3 separate regions of the Sus scrofa genome follow, and all the other regions are linked to region 1. The links are chromatin contacts, called in public HiChIP or PLAC-seq maps. All regions are on one chromosome and are shown on one strand. The core of a region is the stretch at or near the end of the contact, and the rest is flanking DNA. Distances in the headings are between cores, read along the strand shown.

What was found. HiChIP or PLAC-seq counts read pairs in DNA pulled down with a chosen protein or histone mark.
Region 2: an H3K27ac HiChIP or PLAC-seq map of skeletal muscle shows a contact between it and region 1. The contact joins two enhancer-like sites. A contact is called at or near these places in 1 of 47 Hi-C or Micro-C datasets (skeletal muscle) and 1 of 2 datasets of contacts at active chromatin or transcription factors (skeletal muscle).
Region 3: an H3K27ac HiChIP or PLAC-seq map of skeletal muscle shows a contact between it and region 1, with 4 times the contacts expected there. The contact joins two enhancer-like sites. A contact is called at or near these places in 1 of 47 Hi-C or Micro-C datasets (skeletal muscle) and 1 of 2 datasets of contacts at active chromatin or transcription factors (skeletal muscle).

The regions. Positions count from the first base shown.
Region 1 is chr4:102,408,093-102,413,253 of Sscrofa11.1, forward strand. No RefSeq gene overlaps it. Among named protein-coding and RNA genes, the nearest start is that of SPAG17, 190 kb to the right of the region's middle. Within about 2 kb of position 2,914, at least 4 of the 83 cell types and tissues checked have an H3K27ac peak or open chromatin away from gene starts, as enhancers often do. A contact at or near this core is called in skeletal muscle, where this site is marked.
Region 2 is chr4:102,015,583-102,020,743 of Sscrofa11.1, forward strand. TBX15 (T-box transcription factor TBX15) reads left to right here. Exons shown (of 12, transcript XM_001926903.7): 10 at 3,325-3,422. Among named protein-coding and RNA genes, the nearest start is that of TBX15, 99 kb to the left of the region's middle. Within about 2 kb of position 2,144, at least 1 of the 83 cell types and tissues checked has an H3K27ac peak or open chromatin away from gene starts, as enhancers often do. A contact at or near this core is called in skeletal muscle, where this site is marked.
Region 3 is chr4:102,034,559-102,039,719 of Sscrofa11.1, forward strand. No RefSeq gene overlaps it. Among named protein-coding and RNA genes, the nearest start is that of TBX15, 120 kb to the left of the region's middle. Within about 2 kb of position 2,538, at least 1 of the 83 cell types and tissues checked has an H3K27ac peak or open chromatin away from gene starts, as enhancers often do. A contact at or near this core is called in skeletal muscle, where this site is marked.

The sequences.
Region 1 (5,161 bases), core at 1,664-4,163:
TCAGTTGATATTGTATCACTTCATAGTGTCACATAATGTAGGACACTTACAATAGTATTCTATAATTATTCTTCTCTTGTTACTTTTGCTTTTCTTATTATATATTTTACTTCTAAACACGCTGTAGGAGTTCCCGTCATGGCGCAGTGGTTAACAAATCCGACTAGGAACCATGAGGTTGCGGGCTTGGTCCCTGGCCTTGCTCAGTGAGTTAAGGATCTGGCGTTGCCATGAGCTGTGGTGTAGGTCGCAGACGTGGCTCGGATCCCGCGTTGCTGTGGCTCTGGCATAGGGCGGTGGCTACAGCTCCGATTCGACCCCTAGCCTGGGAACCTCCATATGCCGCGGGAGCGGCCCAAAGAAATAGCAAAAAGACAAAAAAATAAAAAAATAAAATAAACACGCTGTAAATCCCACTGTACACTGCTTTTATTTGTGCTTTCATGGGACCGTGCTCTTTTGAGAAATTAGTAATGGAAAATATGTCTCCTGTCTTTACCTATATATTTGTCATGCTCAATAGTCTCTGTAGATCTGAATTTCCAATGTGGCATTATTTTTCTTCACTTTGAGAAACTTCCATTAAAATTCTAGTAGTGCAGGTCTCCTAGAAATGAAATCTCTCCACTCTCTCACCAAAAATGTCTTTTTATGTCCAAATTTTGAGAAATATTTTCACTGGAATTTATATTCTGGGTTGACTCTTTTTCCCAGTACTTTTTTAAAAATTTTATTGGAGTATATTTATTGGACTTACAATGTTTTAGTTTCAGGTGTAGAGCAAAGTTAATCAGTTATACATATACATATAGCCATTCTTTTTCCAGACTCTTTCCTCATATATGCTATTATAGAATATTCTGGCTTCTAGCATTTTTGATGAGAACTTACATTAGGTCTTTTTTCCTTCTGTTATACATGTCTTCCTCTCTGATTGTTTTAAAGATCTTCTCTTTATCAATGATTTTCAGCAATTTTATTACGTGTGTCTGTCTGTATGTCTGTTTATACCACTTGGGGTCCACTGAGTATCTTAAATCTGTGAATTTATACTTTTAACAAATTTGGAAAATATTTTATAATTAATTTTTTTAAATATTCTTTTCCTATGTTCACCTATCCTCTCCTTCTGGTCCTATAATTACAGATATATTGAAACTTTTCATTATTTCCCACAAATCACTAAAGTCTGTTTATTTTCATTTCCCACTGTTCATTATTTCTACTTGACAGCCTTTTCTTTCCCTGTGCACTTTGTCTAGTTCTAATGCTACGTTTTCAAATTCACTAATATTTTCTTCTGTAGTATCTAATGTGTTAACCCATCAGGCAAATTTTTCACTTCAGATATTGTATTTTATGGTTCTAAAATTTCCATTTGGTTCCTTTTGTTAGTCTCCATTTTTGAGATTCCTATTTATGATCAAAATTTCCCCTTAAACTCATGAGTATATTTATAGTAGATGATTAATTTTTATGTGTAAATTCTATTAATTCTTTTTTTAAAAATTTCTCTTCTAAAGAGTGCTAGTTTCAACTCTATTTTTAGGATTCTAAGAAATGGCTACATCAGATAGGGATAGCTCATCTCCAAAAGATATGGGTCAAATTCTCTACCAAATTTCCTGGGGTGGATGGCATTCACATCTCCTGTTTTTTCTGGGGAATGGTATAAAAGCTTAGGTTACCAGCAAAGCCCTGATGCTCTTTCAGAAAGCTCCTCAGACCTACACTTTGTTCCATGATAATGAACTATAGAAACAACCTTTAGTATTAATATCCACCACCACACCTGATAAGAAAAGGTATTCATTCTTCAAGTACTTAAAAATTAGATCTGAATCCCCTCTATGGTCTTAAAAGATGGGTATCATTATCTTTATTTCTTAGAAAATTATCTCAGACTCACAGAAGTTCTAAATAGGTGTGTCTTTCTCCAAATACCATGTATTTGGTATTATTGCCTCTTGTCTCTGGATAGCTTGTCTACGAATGTTCACTAAAGACCCACTCACTATATGGTCCTGATGTAATGCACAACCAGTATGCCACTCAATTGTTACATACATTTTCCTGATCCTGTTTATGGTAATAATTTCTCCCTTCAATCACCCTTTCTTATTTATTCAGAAAATATACTGAAAGAGGGCTCGATTCATCAGACTCTTGACTTCTACATGGCACCCTTAAACTCAGAAATTAACTCCCTGAAAGCTTTATAAACCTAGAAATAAATGCAGATATCAAGATACCACCTATAATTTAGGAGAATAAATGCTATCCAAGATATATTTGGTCTCTGATGTCAACAACACTTTTCATACATTTCTACACAGCCAAGTAGCCACTTTAATCTAGACCAGTTATCACATGGTTTTTCTTAATGGAAAAAGAGAGGAAGTTGAGTTTCTTAACCCATGAAATGCCTATTTATCTGGAAATATTTCTGCAGAGAAGGGTACTTCTCACCCAAGGCCTTCCAGAGGTTTAGGTTCTTGCTTCATCTTAATCACACATACATGTACCTGATTCAGTCTGATTAGATAAAGCTCAAGTGGCTACTATCCAGAGTTCCAACTTTCCCAGAAAGGCTGTAGAAAGTGTACATTTGAAACCATGCTCTTCTCAGTCATGAAAAATTTCCCCCACAATTGAAATATTTTTAAGAAATCCTCACAGTTGATACCTCAACCAAGACTGGAATGTTTTAGGCCACAGCCATTCTGTAGGGTTAGCTCTTGCTTTGCAATGAGGTTCAGCTATTAGCTATTCAATGAGTGCCTAACTTGTACATTCTCACTAAAGATTAATTTGGCTGCCTTACAACATCTGTGTTCTGCTGACTCCTATCTGTTCCCCAGGCTGCAAGGCCAAGCTCATCCATCATCACAGACAAGCACTTGGAAGCCACCCCTTGCTGTTGCTTCTACATATCAAAGAGTGAGTCAATTTAAGCAGGGAGATTCCTGGAGTGGCCTGTTCCAGGGGCTTCCTCTTCTCAAAAGCCCTTCCCAGGTCTCCCTACTTGCCTTTTGGGGCTGAATACTGTGAAGGCATGAACACAGCTGAGTCCTTGAGAGCACAGCAAATGGAGCATGCTGAAAGGTGGCTTTACAGAAGCATTACAGCCACCAAGAATCTGGAGACATTTCTGCCACAGCTCCCTAACCAAAATAGAAATTGCTGAAATTTAACCTGAGAACTGTTGTTGAAAACAAGTGCAAGTATTTTAGTTAATGGAAGCCATTCCAAGGGGTTTCAAGAACCTGGTGTCCTGTGTTTCTGCCCTAAAGCTCTTGTTGCTTGCTGACAGAGTGCTGCAGGTGAACACAGAAATATTCCAAGTGTGCAGTTAAGAGATTTTCCTGAAGAGCTGAGAGAAATCCATAAGCACTGGCACTCTTCAGAGGCAGAGATCCACACACACTGGGCACCTAGATCACAAAAGGGCTCTCTGCACTGGCAGAGATGGCTGCCTTGTTTACAACTTGCTTGTGATGCCCAGATTCCCACAGGCAGAACCCTGACCTGCTACCAACTACACACATCACAGACAGGACCGTTGCCTCAGGTATAGGTGGCTATGAAATGCATTCACATGCATAACTCACAGACCAAGTGAAGATATGGAGCTGAAGATGATACAAGTAGCTTGGAGATGTAGGAAATTTCCTGATAACTGAAGTTCTCAAGCCTCTGCTGGTAAACCCTAGGATAAGAAAGCATACAGAGGATTTAAGTATCACATGAGCTGCTTTTCAAAAGACTGTCTTTGAGGACTCTTCCAACCCCTATCCTATGAATTCTCCAATCAATAGCACATACTGTCAAACCAAAAGCAGCCCTTAATGCCAAAAACAGAGTTAACCCACACACAATCTACCCAGGGAAGCGCCCACATATAAATAGCTCTCCAGAACTACTGTAAATAACTGTTTCCCATAAAGTCACAGAGTAAGAAAAATATACGCAAAATGAAGATGCACAGGAATGATTCCCAGTTAAAGGAAGAGGAGAATTCCACTGAAGGAGCAAACAATGATAGAGTATGCTTCAGTCTAACAGACACAGAATTCAAAAAGGAGATAATGAAAATACTTAAGGAGTTAAGAATGATTATCAATGGTAAGGCAGATTATTATAAAAAGAAACTAGAAACTATAAGGAGGAACAAGAAAAATTAGAAAATTCATTTTCCAAGATGAAAGCTCAGCTAAAGGTAATGAATAGCAGAATGAATAATGCAGAAGAATGAATAAGTGACTTGGAAGATAGGATAATGGAAATTACTCAATCAGTACAGCATACAGAAAGCTGAATGAAAAAAAAATGAAAGCAATATGAGATCTATGGGATAATATAAAGCATGCCTATCTACATAGAGATCTCAGAAGGAGAAAAGGGGACTGAAAATTCATTTAAAGAAATTAGGGCTGAAAATTTCCCCCTAAAATAAACAAATAAATAAATAAATATTACACACACACACACACACACACACACACACATTTTTTTTGGTCTTTTTTAGGGCTGTACCCATGGCATATGGAGGTTCCCAGGCTGGGAGTCAAATTGGAGCTGTAGCTGCTGGCTTATGCCACAGCCACAGCTGAAGCACAGGATCCGAGCTGGGTCTATGACCTACACCACAGCTCACAGCAATGCTGGATCCTTGACCCACTAGAAGGCCAAGGATTGAACTTGTGTCCTCATGGATGCTAGTCAGATTCATTTCTGCTGAGCCACAATGGGAACCCCTCAAAATATATTAAAAGTGGCAAGATACATTAAAAGTTCTAAAAGGGAAAAATTTGCAACCTAGAATACTCTACCCAGCAAAATTATCATTTAAAATAGGAGAAATAAAGAATTTTTCAGACAAGCCAAAACTAAAAGAATACAGCAATACTAAACCTATCCTAAAAGAAATATTGAAAGGCCACCTCTAAATAAGAATTAAAGGATACAGAATGGAGGAAATCACAATTGGAAAGTTATCAGTTAAATATATAGCATACAGCTAGTATACAGATCAAAAAGAAAAAAGAAAAAACTATTTGTGAAAGAAATGATAAACACAACAAAGGACAGCAAAAGGATAAACATTAGATGTAAAAAAGGACATCAAAATAAAAATTTGTAGGGAAGGAGAGTAAGAAAA
Region 2 (5,161 bases), core at 894-3,393, 390 kb before region 1:
TTAGATCTCTCCAGTGAAGCTTAATGGAGTTGGAGGACAAATAAGATGTGGCATATGGTAAGCACATAGGATTAATTTTTTAAAAAGAGGTAGACTCTGAATATATACATAGATTCAGTAAGGTCTAGGGTAAACCTATGAGAGACAGATCTACAGCAGATTAGTAAAGTGTGGTTGGGAATGTGCACTTAGCCATTAGGTTTTGGTAGTCATTACCCCTCCCCCTCCCAACACGCGCTCAACTTTACCACCAAAAAGACCCTTGTTGTGACAGACACCGGGCCTGGATGCACCACGGTTGTGTTCGTATGTAGCGTGTCATACATTACAGTCTTCACAGCTGAGAAGGGTCTTCCTGATGAGGATGTGGAAAATATCTGGCCCGCTTACCATTTACCCATTGGTAATGGGACCAGAGGGTAAAAGTTACATCAGAGATTTCAGCCCAAGATCAGAAAGAACTTTCCTTTTTTCTCCCCATTAAAAAAAAATCTCCGTGTTTTGTTTTTTCCTTTTTTAATTATAGTTGATTTACAGTGTTTCTTCAATTTCTGGTGTACAACAAAGTGACCCAATCACACGCCGTTCCCTGGGCTGTACAGTAGGGCCCCATCTCTCTTTATTTTGAACGCATGTTGCATTTACAGAAAATTTCCAGAAATGATACAGAGAGTTTCCATATCTCCTCACTTGACTTCTCAGGTTTACCATCTTTCATAGCCATTGTGCAGGTGTCAGAACCAGAGAATCACCACTGGTGCGGGACTCTTAGCTAAACACTTTTTCTGATTTTCTACTGGGTTTTCCACTATTGTTTTCATACTGTCCCAGAGTCCCTCTCTGTAACCAAAGGTCATTTCTCCTTCTTCCCTTCCTCCTTCTCCTCCTCCTGTGGGTGGAACAGTTCCTCACCTTCCGTAGCTTTGATACTTTGGCAGGGTGACTTTGTTGAATGTTCCTTAATGTGCGTTCATCAGATGTCTTTTCATGATTGGGCTGAGGTTATGCTGTGTGGGCAGGCCCCACACAAAGGTGATTTCCTTCTCAGAGCATCTAGAAACAACTTTCTAACAGATCTGTCCCAAAACTACATATTTTCCTTGGGAAATGCTCAAGCAGAGGCTGGATAACCTTCTATCCAAGACGGCATCATAGGAAGTAAAAGTAGATGACACCCAACATCCTTTCCAGCTTTTGAATCTATAATTGATTCTACACTGAGTATTTCAGTTGGATTTCGGATGTGGATACATGGATAGGTGGTCACTATCATTATATATAGTTGACTACTTAAATAAAATTGTTGCTATCTTTGCCATCGTCTTTTTGCCCGTTATGGAAATAAAATCAAAGTTCATTTTCTATTCCTTTCGTAAATGTGACATTGGCAGTCTACCAGTATATTTATGCTATGTCACAGTCTATCACTTTATGAAATGAGAAGGGACTGTTCTTTGACCTTGAGTTAATATTTTGTCCCCATCATTGGTACACGTTCCCAGGAAGAATGGAATAGGAAGTGGAACAATAGAGACCTTGCTCTGTGCAGTGAGCCTCTCGGGCCATTAAAGGGAATCCTAAGATGTTCTGGTGAGCCCCCAACATTCCAAAACAAGGCAGTAAGATCTAAGCCTGGCCTGTCTATTTTTTTATATTCATCAAGGCTCTGCCTGGCTTTATCTGCCTATCCCCTTTTTATTCTGAACTCCCTAATGGCCTGGACTCTTTCTCTTCACAAATAGTTTCATGTACTGTATGCAGCATTAATGCAGGGTGACTATGTGGAGATGTCTTCTATTCCTACTTTTAACAGATTAACAGCTAATAAACACCATGCGACACCCTCTCCTCTCCACCTCTTCTAAAAATACAGAGTTAGATTTGCCAGCATTGGTGTATTTAAAGCCTCCAAGATTCCAGGGAAGACTTTAGAAAGTTAATTGTGCAAGTAAGGCTGGTTCAGAGAGGAAAATTTCCAACACAAAGAGCCAATCAGTGTATCAGCAGCTCATCAGGGAAGAACCTCAAGGGATCTTACAGTCATTTATAAGGAAAGGATATTTGTTCTCACTTGAAATAGAGCCTCGCACTTTCTTCTCGCTGTGCCACACTGACAAGAACGTTGGGGACATCTTACCTAGTAGCACAAGCAGCCCAAGCTCCATCTCAAGAGGGAAGGCGTGTCTTTTCCAGGCAAGGACACCATGTTACCTTCCGGTGACTGCTGTAGAAGGATGTCTGCCACCTGCTCTTCCCTACCCTCCTTCTCCTGCCTTCCTCAGAGTCCCCGAGCTTCCCGTCCTCCACTCAGCTGGAAGTGAAGCCCTTAGTTTGAAAGAAAAGTCAGTAATCAGAAGCTGTGTTCAGAGTTTTAAACAAAGCACCCATCAGTGATCTGTTCTGAGGATATGGAATATCAGCAAGAACGTGTCTAAGATAATCCAGATTACCTGGATAATTATGTTAAAACAATGTCCATCAGCACATTGTGCGTGTGTATGATAGAGAGAATTTATTGAAGGATAAATTGGGCAGTGTGCACATAGTTCTATTACTAGAATTTCCAGAATCAGTGAAACAGACGTCTTAGAGTAATGCTCTTGTACAATATTGGATGTTTCCTTGAGTCCCAATTATATGACTCTCAAAGACCAGCTCGACTGTAAGATACAGACAAATATTCGCGGAAATGTATTAGTCTTTTTGTTTGAGGTCTATCTTCTGGGACCAAACGGTCTGTGTGCCTCCAGGTAGGTATTTCTCGTTGCAGCAGAAACTCCAGTGTATTTGATTGCTTACCTCTCCCTCTGTCTCTATTGCCCTGCCTGTCTCCCCTTATTTAAGAAGCCTTTAAAGGCACAGCAATGTGACAGTTTCACTGATGCCACATACCCGGTGGTGGAGTTGACTCTGGGACAGGCTGTGTCAAGGCCCCGTGGTAATGCTGATGACATTGCCCTGTGCTAGAGAAACCATCAGTGCTACTCTCTTCTCCACTCTATTCCTATCAGCTGCGACCTTGACCTTTAACACGTAACATGTGCATGTTTTTTTCATGCAGGCCACACCTTCTTTGAAGAAAGGGCAGTGTGCAATGCCGCCATAGCTATGACTTGCTTGCAAGTAATCTGAATTGGGTTAATTTCTCCTTTCTCCGGCCTCCCTGTACCCTGTGTTCTTCCAGACTATTTCTCCTTGGTGGTGATTTGTCTCAGTGCCTATGCATATACCACTTCAGACAGACCATCTCAGGAATTTTTTTGAAAAGTCGGCGTGTTTCTTGGGGTTATTTACAACTTCCTTTGCTGGCTTTTCCTTCTGTAGAACCGGACTGGAAGCCATCATGGAGACGTATGCCTTCTGGAGACCCCCGGTGCGCACGCTCACCTTTGAAGATTTCACCACCATGCAAAAGCAGCAAGGTAAAGCCCCGGGCAGGGCCTCTGCTCAGAGCGAGTGCGGGGGAGGGGGTGGGAGCTGAACTGAATATAGCACCCCGGCCCCAAGCCAAGCCACGAGTTCCACCGACTTTCCTGGAACGGGGAGTACTAGGTAGCTCTAGAAATAACCTAAGCATCGCCGCTCGTGCTAGCGAGCCAGTGCCAGCGCCAGAGTGGCGTTTCACCTGGCACCCGCTCTTCTCTCTCCCTCCCCCAAAGCAAGGCTACCTTCATGATTATGGTGGGGGTGAAATTATTATCTCTATCATGAAGCACTCACATGGCCCTTGCAATTTGAAGAGATCGTCACAAGAATTTCATCTTATTGCTCATGGCAGCCTTAGCAGTTTTTTTATTCTCGTTTTGTAGATGAGAAGCAACTTAGCTCCTGACACTGGGAATAAATGGCTCGGGTCTGACAGTGTGAAGGGGGCTGCTGCAAGCCCCTCTGAATCTTAGAACTCGTGTCCTCTCTTTTGCTAACATGGAGCCACAGCCATCTCTTGTGGATGGGCAGGGTGGACTTTTTCCTCCCACTGCTTTGTGCTTTTCATCCAATTTCTAATCGCCCTTCTCTTGCAGCTCAGATAGGGAAGGCTGTGGCCGTATGTGCAGATGGCCCATGGGCAGATTTCAACTCTTTTCTCAAGTCCAGCCGCTGGCTCTCCCAGGCACAGCATCCATTTACCTGAATACCCAACAGACTGCTTGTGAAAATGTCAGACCCTTTGTGAGTCTTCCTCTTCAACATCCTCTTGCCCCAAAATAACAGTGATCAAAATTGCAGGGAGTTCCCGTCGTGGCGCAGTGGTTAACGAATCTGACTAGGAACCATGAGGTTGCGGGTTTGGTCCCTGCCCTTGCTCAGTGGGTTAACGATCCGGCGTTGCCGTGAGCTGTGGTGTAGGTTGCAGACGCGGCTCGGATCCTGCGTTGCTGTGGCTCTGGCGTAGGCCGGTGGCTACAGCTCCGATTCAACCCCTAGCCTGGGAACCTCCATATGCCGCGGGAGCGGCCCAAGAAATAGCAACAACAACAACAACAAAAGACAAAAAGACAAAAGACAAAAAAAAAAAAAAAATTGCAGATTGAGTTTCTTCTCTTTTATCAAATGATTGCTATTGAGTCCCCCCCCTTTTTTTTTTGCTCTTAAAAGTTATTTTCTTTTTTTCATTTTTTTGGGGGTGGGGCACAGTGTGCAGTGGCTTGATATGGGATCTCAGTTCCCAGATGAGGATTGAACCTAGGCTGCAGCAGTAAAAGCACCACATCATAACCACTAGACCACCAGGGAGCTCCCTAGAGTCATTTTTTTTTTTAATTTGAGGCTCTATGATAGAGGAGCCCATTTTAGGACTTATGACACATTATATTTATATTCCCTTCTCAGGGAGGTTCTAGCTGTTTGCACACTAAATTAGGTTTTGTAACCTGAATTAGGAAGCCCCTTAGGTTCTAAGATGGAGATAGTGATTAAAAGCTAGGGAAGCTGGAGTTTGTATCACAGAGGCTGGTACCAGAAGATTGGCAGGGATATTGCCAGTTCCTGAGAGCAGGTGTTGGTGGTAACATTTTGTCCACTGCTGTGTCCCCAAGACCTACCCCAGGACCTGGCACCAGGGAAGTACCTAATGAACAGCAAATGAGGTCACTTGGTGGCACTGTGGCTCAGATAGGCAGGGTCACTCTCTGATTAAATCTTGGCGCACAGCTGCCTGATG
Region 3 (5,161 bases), core at 1,288-3,787, 370 kb before region 1:
AGATGCTCAGTGTAAGAAGGTGAAGGTGGGGCTGTTTTCACTGGGGAGGTGGAACTTGAATGAGATTTGAAGGATGCTCAGAATTTCTAAAGAAGTCAGGAATGACAGGCTAGGGTTGTGATAACATTTTATTTTATTTTATTTTATTTTATTTTGTCTTTTTGTCTTTTCTAGGGTCACACCTGTGGCATATGGAGGTTCCCAGGCTAGGGGTCCAATCGGAGCTGTAGCCGCCAGCCTACGCCAGAGCCACAGCAACGCAGGATCCTTAACCCACTGAACCAGACCAAGGATTGAACCCGCAACCTCATGGTTCCTAGTCGGATTCACCAACCACTGAGCCACGACGGAAACTCCATGAAATAACGTTTTAAAAGTTAATATAATAAATAAGTTTTGGAGGAAAAACCATAGCATCTCAATGCAGACCTAGCAATTTAATAAAACTGAAGATATTCAGAAGATTCTTGCAGCCTATTGACTAATGTCCCCTTTCATGAAATATGTTATCATTAGTGGGAGTGTTGAGGGCTGAGACAGGAGGGCAGAGCTGTTTGGCTAAAGACAAATCTTTGATTCATTGCTTAGTACTTAGGATTTCAGAGAAGCTGCCCTGTACCAATTTGCATTCAAATAGCTAAATGAGAGTTGTCTTCTCAAGGAAACCCCTTCACAAAGATACATTTCACAAAGCTTTTCTGCTTATGATTGTCAACTGGAGATTTGATTTCCAGAGAGGGCCATGACCTTCATTCATTCGATTCAATAAATACTTATTGAATGGCCTACTCTATATCAAGTACTGCCCTCACTCAACATGAAGACCAAGAAGTGAACAATTAAATTTGATCCTGCCTTCAAAGAGTTCATGGTCTGCTGCGAGAGAGACATAGAATGTGCCAGCAAACAATCTAATAATATAATTTCAGGTTGCATACATCATTTTGAGGAAATTAGAAGTAATAGGATGATAGAGAGTGACTGGGGATTGAGGATAATGACTCATCCAGACAGGGTTTTCTAAGAGGGCTCCTCTAAGGAGGTGGCATTTGAGTTAATAAAAATGCAGACCTTATCAGAGAATTTGCTTGCTCTAACTTATGCCAAGGGCAGCCATATCCTCCCTGGAAGATGTGCTTGGCTAGTGTCACATCAGCTGAGGCCGGGCATTTTTGCCTTTCCAAGGGCTTTGTAGCACTGATACTTACTGAAGTGCTGCTGCAGGTCTTCTGGACTAGGGCCATTTAGAGCCTCCCCAAATCTGGATCTATCTTCCACAAGGTCTCAATAAATCCTCTCAGAGGATGAGAGTCATTCTTTCTCTTTGATGTTATTAAAAAGTTAAAATGAATGATCAAACAACAATTTATTAATAACAATTAGATCCATAATGAACAGTTAATAAGAAAACACTAAATATGGCTTAGCATCCTACAGAACTGTTCTATGTAATAGAGGAAAATAAAAAATTTCTGCCTTCAAGAGTATTTCAGCCTAGTTGAGGAGTTAAGATATATACACATGAAACAGAACAATAAAAGCATTAAATTGGTGGTAAAGACCATATATGTGGCAGAATTTTAGAACAAAGCAAATTTTTATTATCTTTATTACATGTTCCACATTGCGCAAAGTTATCCTATAATCCTTACAAGCACCCTCCAGGATTTATATTTCAATCCCTATTTTACAGTTGGGGAAACTGAAACTCATACAGGCTTAGTAATGTGCACAAAATTAACAGAGCTTACATGCAACAAAGGGCTCTATTCTAGGCCTTTTTCACTACCGTCTTTTTCAAAAAATTAGATTTATAAGGTCAATAATAAAGAGAGGTGTTCACGGAGTAGGTTGAACGTGAATGGTCCTTTGAAGAATTCATGGAAACTGTAGGCACTGAGGAGGAAGGACGGTGTCCCAGTGTGGTTGGGAAGCAGCACAGTGAAGACAAGAATTGTCTGCATGAGACAGTGAGATACCGTAATTCTCCTAAGTCAAATCTCAAAAACCTTAAGTCATGCATTCTCCCCGGGGTTCCTAGTACCGTGACTCTAGATTAAACACCCCCCCACACACATTTTTTTTAAATGATTTTTGTCTTTTTCTTAATAGCTGGTTTGCAGTGTTCTCCCCCTACTTTTGTTTTGTTTTTTGATTCAGATATCCTTCATTTATAAAACTGTGTAAATTGCCTTAGCAATTAAGTGTAGGTTTTTTTAATAGTGTTTTTTTATTTTTCTCCCCCTACTTTTTAAAATCATACCCATGACCTGCAAAAGTTCTGGGGGGTGGGATCAAACCCAAACCACAGCAGAGAGCTCCAAGCCTCAGGGGTGACAATGCTGGATGCTTAATCCACCGCACCACCTGGGAACTTCTGGATTCCCTTTTCTTCTGTGAGATGTCCCGTGTGGGGCCAGGCCACTGAAGATGGCTGTCCTCTTGCTTTCCGGACACCCCCTCCGGACCAGTGCCTGCCTCACCTACAATTACTCTACATAACCGATCTTCCTACATACTGGCCCCAGGCCCCAGCTGATGATTGTTCTAGCTTTAGGTCAGAACTCTTCACTTTGCTCATCAAAGGGGTGGTGAGGGACTTGCCCCTCAGCTGGTTTCCTTGGTGACCAATGAGCCCACCTGAGGTCAATTGCCCTTATAACTGATAAACCCTCCCTTCGTTCGGAGTGAAGCCTGCTGCCATGACCTGCTCCCCTTCTGCTGCACAAAGTGGTGTGTTGCTCCAGGACTCTGCTTCAGACCTGTAAGCTTTCCCCATCCATTGACGCACTGATGTCCCTGTTGCTAATTCCAGGCTATTTCTTGAAGCTGGGCTTGCAGCCTGCGGGGTTGGGCAATTCAGGATTCCCTCAGTGTCTCAGTGGGAACCTTCCCTCTGGAAAGGACCAGTGGGGACTGGGTGGTGCTAGAGGAGTCAAGTTACGTCCCCCCAACACGTCCCCCTAACCTTCTCCCCCAGCCAGCTCCCCAGCTGCCATGCTCCTTGTGTCGGCCCAGAGCCTTTGCTTTCTCCAGCCAGGCACGCAGCGCCACGTGGGATGGTGAAAGGGGAGACTTGCTGCTTAAGGCTGAGAAAACATTCATCATCATTGCACTGTCAAGGGGAGCAGAATATGCCGCCCCAAATATACCACTTTGGCCTGTGGATTCTTTTGAGCTGAAGGCAATCAAGACCCAGCAGATTGGGGAGAAACGTTGACCTCTCCCTTAATTACCTAAACGAATTTAGATAGGGAGCCTGTACCAGAAAAGACGCTATTACCAGAGACACCTTTTTTTTTATCTGAAAGACTTACTTGCGTGGGAGGGCAAACTTCTAACAACCAAACATCAGCTGCTGTTACCTTCCCAAGAATGGCCCTCCTCCCTGTTTCCAAGCCCCAGGCTCCTAGGACCTTCCTGAGCTCAGAAAGGCAGATAAGCCTCCATTGCCCCACTTGCTCTTTAGTTTCCTATCTTTGAGGGCTTCTGCATATATGGAATTAAAAGTGTTTTTAGGAGTTCCCGTGTGGCGCAGTGGTTAATGAATATGACTAGGAACCATGAGGTTGCCGGTTCGATCCCTGGCCTTGCTCACTGGGTTAAGGATCTGGCATTGCCGTGAGCTGTGGTGTAGGTTGCAGACGCGGCTCGGATCCCGAGTGGTTGTGGCTCTGGCGTGGGCTAGCAGCTTCATCTCCGATTTGATCACTAGTCTGGGAACCTCCATATGCCGTGCATTCGGCCCTAGAAAAGGCAAAAAGACACACACACACAAAGTGTTTTTATTCTGTTAATCTCACTTACGTCAATTGAATTATTCAATCAGCCAAATAACCTAGAAATTCAGAAGGGAAAATTTTCTGCCCCATAAGTGCTCACTCATCTTTTGTGGGTCCTCCTAACAGCATTTCCTAATTCACATGCTTCCTACTCATACTTTTTGCTTTTATTAAACTTTACTGCAGGCCCTATAGAGGCACAGGAAACCAGAGATTTGGAATCCTTGTTCATTCTTTTACTCAGTAAAGCTGAAACGGACCAAGGGGACAGCCAAGGGATAGCCAAGTCCACCCTTCTGCAATTCTCATTCTAAGAGAAGCTCCTGGACTCCAAGAAAAGGAATCTCAGAGTTCTCCCCATCTTTACTGCACATGCTTCACCCAACCATGGGCTGCTACAGCCCTTCCTGGGCTGTCTCTAGATGATATAACAGATAAAGCCCCATGTAGTAACAAATGAATGTTTATTTCTCACTCATCTCACAATCTGACATGGGCCTCCTGGTTGGGTAGCTCTTCTTTGAGCAATGACATTGAGAACCAAGCTCTTTCCAGAACCCACTCTCTTCAGCACCCAGCAGTGGTACCTCTCCATTCAGGCAGCAGATGGAGAAAGAGTGGAAACTGGAATATGGGAAATGTTTGTAAGTCAGGCTTGGATTGGCTGTATAACTTCCTCCCCATTTTTTTTTTTTCTTTTTAGGGCCGCTCCTGAAGCATTTGGAGGTTCCCAGGCTAGGGGTCTAATTGGAGCTATAGCTGCTGGCCAATGCCACAGCCACACAAGATCCTAGTGGCAAATGTGACCAACACCACAGCTCATGGCAACTCCATATCCTTAACCCACTGAGGGAGGCCAGGGATCAAACCCTCAACGTAATGGTTACTAGTTGGATTTGTTTCTGCTGCGCCATGACGGACTCTCCCTCTCCATTATTATTATTATTATTTTTTTTTTGTCTTTTTACCATCTTCTTGGGCCGCTCTTGCGGCATATGGAGGTTCCCAGGCTAGGGGTCCAATCGGAGCTGTAGTCGCCGGCCTATGCCAGAGCCATAGCAACGCGGGATCCGAGCCCTGTCTGCAACAACCTACACCACAGCTCATGGCAACGCCGGATCCTTAACCCACTGAGCAAGGCAAGGGATTGAACCAGCAACCTCGTGGTTCCTAGTCGGATTCGTTAACCACTGAGCCATGATGGGAACTCCCCTCTCCATTTTTTGATTAGAACTCCAACCTCCCCTAACTGCAGGAGCAGCTGGGACATAGCATCTTGTTGAGTACCTAGGAAGAAAAGGCAACAGATTTGTTAGGCATGAATTAGGAATCTCTGTGCAAGCCCTTGAGCCAATATGGACTTATTTTCTAAGCTCTGC